Regions from separate parts of the Zea mays genome. Here region 2 is linked to region 1. A link is a contact called in public Hi-C data. All regions are on one chromosome and are shown on one strand. The core of a region is the stretch at or near the end of the contact, and the rest is flanking DNA. Distances in the headings are between cores, read along the strand shown.

Evidence for each region. Hi-C and Micro-C count contacts between places; a contact is called where the count stands out from the background.
Region 2: a contact with region 1 is called in a Hi-C map of tassel, with 7 times the contacts expected there. The contact joins the promoter of LOC103653171 here to the promoter of LOC103653170 in region 1. A contact is called at or near these places in 3 of 25 Hi-C or Micro-C datasets (ear, leaf and tassel).

Annotation. Positions count from the first base shown.
Region 1 is chr4:42,456,822-42,459,521 of Zm-B73-REFERENCE-NAM-5.0, reverse strand. It overlaps LOC103653170 (F-box protein At5g39450), which reads left to right and starts at 1,280. Exons shown (of 2, transcript XM_008680132.4): 1 at 1,280-2,700. The coding sequence starts at 1,387. LOC100283849 reads right to left here and starts at 403. Exons shown (of 4, transcript NM_001156747.1): 1 at 89-403. The coding sequence starts at 277.
Region 2 is chr4:42,607,178-42,609,877 of Zm-B73-REFERENCE-NAM-5.0, reverse strand. LOC103653171 (probable L-type lectin-domain containing receptor kinase S.5) reads right to left here and starts at 1,407. Exons shown (of 2, transcript XM_008680133.4): 1 at 1-1,407. The coding sequence starts at 1,042.

The DNA.
Region 1 (2,700 bases), core at 31-2,530:
GTAGCTAGATCCAAGCACGCATAAGAACAATATAGAGATTTCATTCCATCAACCACGACGGGAGGGGGCGGAGCGCGGGCGCGTATACCTTCCAGTCGACGGCGTGGAAGAAGCCAACGAAGGAGTCGACGGCGGGCGCGAAGCCGGTGCGCACTTCGGAGGAGACGCGACCGAAGAGGTCGGCAACCACGTCGGCGTGCTCGTTGAGGGCCGAGCGCACCTCCTCCACCGCGCGGCCGAGCACCGACGACCCCGGCGCCGCAGCCTCGTGGCCCATTTCCCTCCCTCCCTCGCTCTAGATCTCTCTCCTCTGCAGTCAGCGGAACTCGGGATCGATCTGCATCTGCTCAGAAAAATGCAAATGAATCGGCTCTCCCTTCCCTTACTGGGCTTCATGAAAATGGGTTAGGCCAAAGCCAACCGAGGCCCGTTTAAAGATGGGCTGGCCCCGTATTTTCTCTCGGAAAAGTGCTGTCCCACCGTTTTCAATTCTCCAAAAAAATGATGCCTTTTCCTGAAAAAAAACTTTTGCATTGGTCTAATTTCCTGAGTAATTTTAGACTCTTCATTTTATTCTATTTTAGTTCCTAAATTATCAAATACGAAAATTAAAATAGAGTTTTAATTTTTATATTTAATAATTTAGCGAATAAAATATAGGGACTTAAAATTAGTCATTAGAATACATGCCTCAGTTCTCAAAAGCACTTGAGCTTTTTGAGAGCAACGATACCGAAGAAAATTGAAGAAACTAAAATCATCTTACTATTAAATTTTGAAACCAATGATTTGAGGGTCTAAAATCATCTTCTATTAAATTTTAAATAGCAAGATAAATTTTGCCCCGGCAATCCATCCAATATTCTTGCTCTTAAATAAGCCTTAAGATACCTTCCTATCCAGTAGTTAAAAGTGAAAATTTAACTAGTTGCCGTCACAATAATAAGATAATAAGATGAATGGCAAATGCATTGTCATTTCGTGAGAATGATGAACCCTTCTAAAACTAAAATTTAAGCATTTGAATTCTAGCAAGGCAGTTTGTGAAAGCAAAATTTTCAAACTTGGGAGTAAACGGTTCTTATTCTTGCATAAGTGGTTTATAATAAACGATTATCCAAAAAGTGGAAGGAAAGCAGCAGGTCCAATTCTAATTTCTAAAGTTAGGGGGTTATTGATAGCAGCTTCAGTGGTGCGTGTGCGTTCGGTCTGATAGTAGTGGACACGAGACTGATGCCGTCCGGATTAATATTTTTTTATTTATAAACCTCCCCGACCACGACGACGACGCCGAGGAGGAATTATTATCGTGGTGGGCGAGGAGGAAGAAGAAATCTGAGGGAGGGAACAGAGCAGCTCCCCACCCACCCACCCCAAATCCCCACGATGCTCGCCGTCGCCAGGGACGGCGCCGACCTCATCCTCTCCCTCCCGGAGGACGTGCTGGCGCTCATCTCGGCGCACCTCCGACCCCGCGACCTCCTCGCGCTGTCCGCCGCGTCCCGCCGCCTCCGCCGCGCGCTCTCGGCCGACAAGGCGTGGCTGGCGCAGTGCCGCCGCCTGCTGCCCTCGCAGCCGCACCTGCTCGCGTGGCGCGCCGCCGCCGCGGGCTCCTCCCTCGCCGTCTGCCGCTTCCTCCACTCCGCCGCGCCGCTGCTCGGCCTCTGGGCGCACCAGAACCCCGAGCTCGGCAACCTCGTCGCTGCTGTCCCGGGCTTCCTCTCCGTCGTCGCCGCCCGCGCCATACCGCAGGAGCTCTCCCCGCGCCTCCGCTGGGCGCCCGTCTTCGAGCTCCTTGCCGACGCCCACGGCCGCCCCGCGCTCCTCTTCCTCCACGGCCACCACCACGCCCACCTCTTCCCAGGCCTGCTCGCCTCCCTGCAGCCCCACGCCAACGTCATCTTTCTCGAGGCGCACATCGCCAGGGATCCGTTCGCTTCCTCCTCCTCCTCCAGCCCACACCGCTTCGCCCGCCTCTCCTTCGGCGACCGCCGCCGCCTGCTCGACTCCCTCGTCGCCGCCTGTCGGGTCACGCTGCCGCCCGACCTCGTCGACGCCCCGCTCTTCGCGTGCTCCGAGGACGACCTCCCGCTGCTCGCCGCGCGCCGGGAGGCCATGCTGCGCCTGCACAGGGAGTCCGCGGGGGGCATGGTGCGCACGCCGGAGGTCCAGGGCCTCCTTCTGGAAGCCAGGAAGAAGGCGACAACGACGACCACGACCGACGGTGGGCACAGGATTCCCCTGCGGAGGAGCCTCTCTGCCGTGGCGGGGTATTTCAGGAACGGCCTGCGCCAGATGGTCACACGGTCAGTGTCTGCAAATTCCAGGGCCGACAATGTGGACGCCAAACATCTCTCCTTGTCTGACTTCCTACACGACGGGGAGAGTGTCGGGCTGAGCCTCCGCGGCGCAAGAATGCGGCTGTCCACTTACCGTGCGTGGCCGAGCATGCATGACAACCGGTTCGCGCTCTACAAGCTCAGGGTGCAGGCGCCCATGCCGGGAAGGGAGTACGCCGGTCTGTGGGGAGGCACATTCGGGTGGCCACCGGGGCGGCCAGACGATGGATGCAAGCCCAAGAAGGCTCTCTTCTTTCTGCTACTCTCATATGAAGAGGACAGTGAGGGGAAGCTTCAGCTGATCGCGACCAAGGTGTTGGAGGGAACACACTATGTTGTCCATCCCAATGGGTCTTCAATG
Region 2 (2,700 bases), core at 158-2,657, 150 kb before region 1:
TCATGGTGCCGGTGATGGCGCTGCCGCTGCCTTCGCCGCTGCGCGCCTTCCGTCGCTTCGCCACGCACACGTACGCCAGGACGACGGCCACCGCGGCCACGCCCACGGCCACTCCGACGGCGACGCCCACGGCGAGCCCGAGCGCCCGCCTCCTGCCACCGCCGTCGTCGCCGGACGGGAGCTTCTCCAGCGTCATGTTCCACGCCAGGACGCAGTTGAGCTGGTACTTGCGTCCGGTCGACGCGGCAAACCCGAAGTAGGACCACTCGGCCACGGCCGCCCCGAGGTCGAGCGGCGCGGCGAGGACCGGGCGCGGGGGCTTCGCGGTCCCCGCCACGGCCACGCGCACGGCGACGCGGCGCGCGGCGCCGTCGTAGTCGACCCAGACGTCGTACTTGGTGGCGGGGGCGGCGGGCGAGATCTGGACGCCGAGCGGCGTGAGCGAGGCGGTGGCGACGGAGACGACGCTGTGGACGTTGAGCCCGACGTGGTTGGCGTCCGGGTCATACGGCTGCTTCTCGGTGTCGAGCTCCACGGCGACGATCCGGTTGGCGGCGTCGCCGTCGGTGGACGCGTTGGTGAGGCCGAGGTAGCCGCCGGAGCTCCCCGCGGGGGGGCCCTCCGCGGACGGCGCGATCACGAACGCCAGCCCTTCCGCGGGCTCCGTGCCGTTGGGCCGGAACACGTTGACTGTGAAGACGGTGCTGAAGGACGCCACCCTCTTGCCCCCGGCGGTGGTGTTGGCCAGCTTGCTGCTGCTGCCGTGACGGCCACCGGCCTCCTCGCGGTGCCAGAGCCTGAACGGGGTGGCGTACAGCACACGGCCGGACTTGTGGGTGAGGTAGGTGGCGGCGTCGTTGAGCGAGTCCGGCGTGATCTGCAGCGCGCCCTGGTCGATGTTGGCGTCGCCCAGCACCGTCACGTTGGCGCCGCGGTCCGCGCTCACGAACCGGGAGAAGCTGAACCCGGTGGCGGCGGCATTGGTGGAGACGCAAGCGGCGGAGAGGACGAGCAGGTGTAGGAGGAAACGGGCACGGGCCATCAAGGACCGCGCGCGAGAGGGGGCGACCGGGCGAGACAAGCGCTGTTGGCGGCCGTGTGCAGTGCGGCGGCCTGCGGTCCGTCCAGCCGCCCTCCTTATTCCCAGATTCGCTTCGCTCGCCTACCTGTAAAAGATGACCCGTGTAAAAAAATAAAAAAATAAAAACTGGAGCTTTTGCAGTGCCAAAGCTGCTGCGTTCACCACGGCCAGTCGGCCACCAGTGTCTGCTGTCTGCTCCTGTCCTGCCCAGCTGCCCTCTCCTCTCCTAGCTTCTTGCAGCTGCGTTGACGCCATATGCTGCAACCAAGCTTGACCACATGAAGAAGAAGAAGAAATGTGTACGTAGGCGCATGTACGTATGCATGCTTGAGTTGGTCCGGGGCTCCCACCGGGCAGGTACCATCTGCATGCGATTGCAACGCAATGAAACTTCCAGTTCGTTCCTTGTCCTGGTACTTGCACGTACGTGGAAGCACGACCCGAAACGAAATATATTGGGTCGTGCCAGCACGACACGAATATAGAACTAGGCTGGGCTTTCATTTTCAGCTCATCATGCCACCTGGCCCGACACGAGTGATTGAGTCGTGTTCGGTCCGGCCCGACAGCGAAAAGTCATGTAAAAACGCGATAACGAAAATATATTGGCCTACATTGTATATATGTTGTCTTCAAGATGGCTTACTTGGTTGTGGTCCATGCCTGGACCGGCTTGACCCAAGATAAGAACGACATGCTTTAGTGTCGTGTCGGTCTTAGATTTTAAGTGTTTGGTCTAGCACGACTCGCCCCAAAAATATTAAAGGTCATGTCGGCCCGAAGACTTAAGGCCCAAGGCACGATGGGCTCATGTCGTGTTGGCCCGCACTGAATTATGATATATATGCTGCAATAATCTTCAAACAAGAGACAGAGACACGATTCTGTTGAGAACTACGTTACCACGGATCACCAGATCCGCTCCCTTCCCTTCCTTCAGCAGATTAGACGCAAGAAGTTGTAGAGAACCCGTCTCCCTTCCCATAAGTACGACAAATGAAACACACGAGACACATTATATAGGGCTGGGCCTCTGACCACTTTCTCATCTCTGTATTATGAGGTGGTGTACAAGTTCCTTATATAGAGATGTGAGACCCCTCAGGGGCAAAGCAGGTATTTGCCCACATAACCCTAACTAGGGTTACTTAACACTCCCCCTTGGGCGAATACCGCGACCAACACATGCCTCGTTAAAACTCCGAAAAACCCAGTGGGAAAAATGTGGAGAAAGAGTGCATGGTGATACAAATTGTATTTGCACTTTGTTGCCTCATTAAAAACCTAATGTGAGAAACTTCAAGAAAACTCACCAAGGGAAAAAGAGTACAACAACTATCATCGGGACAGATTTCGATCCTTTGGGATCTAGATTCTATCGAATCTTCTACAAGGGCTAACTTTAGAAATGTGCTCCCCCTGATCCTTGCAAAACCATATCAATAAGGCAAAACATCTTCTTCTAGAAGTATATGCACATAAAGATTTAGCAAATGGATTCCATATCCTTGCAAGGACTATTTCAGGAACTTTACCTCTACTCACTTCTAGAATATACGAGGTAAGTGCACGTATCAATATAAATAAGCCACTTTGACTGATGGTGTTCGATCGACTAG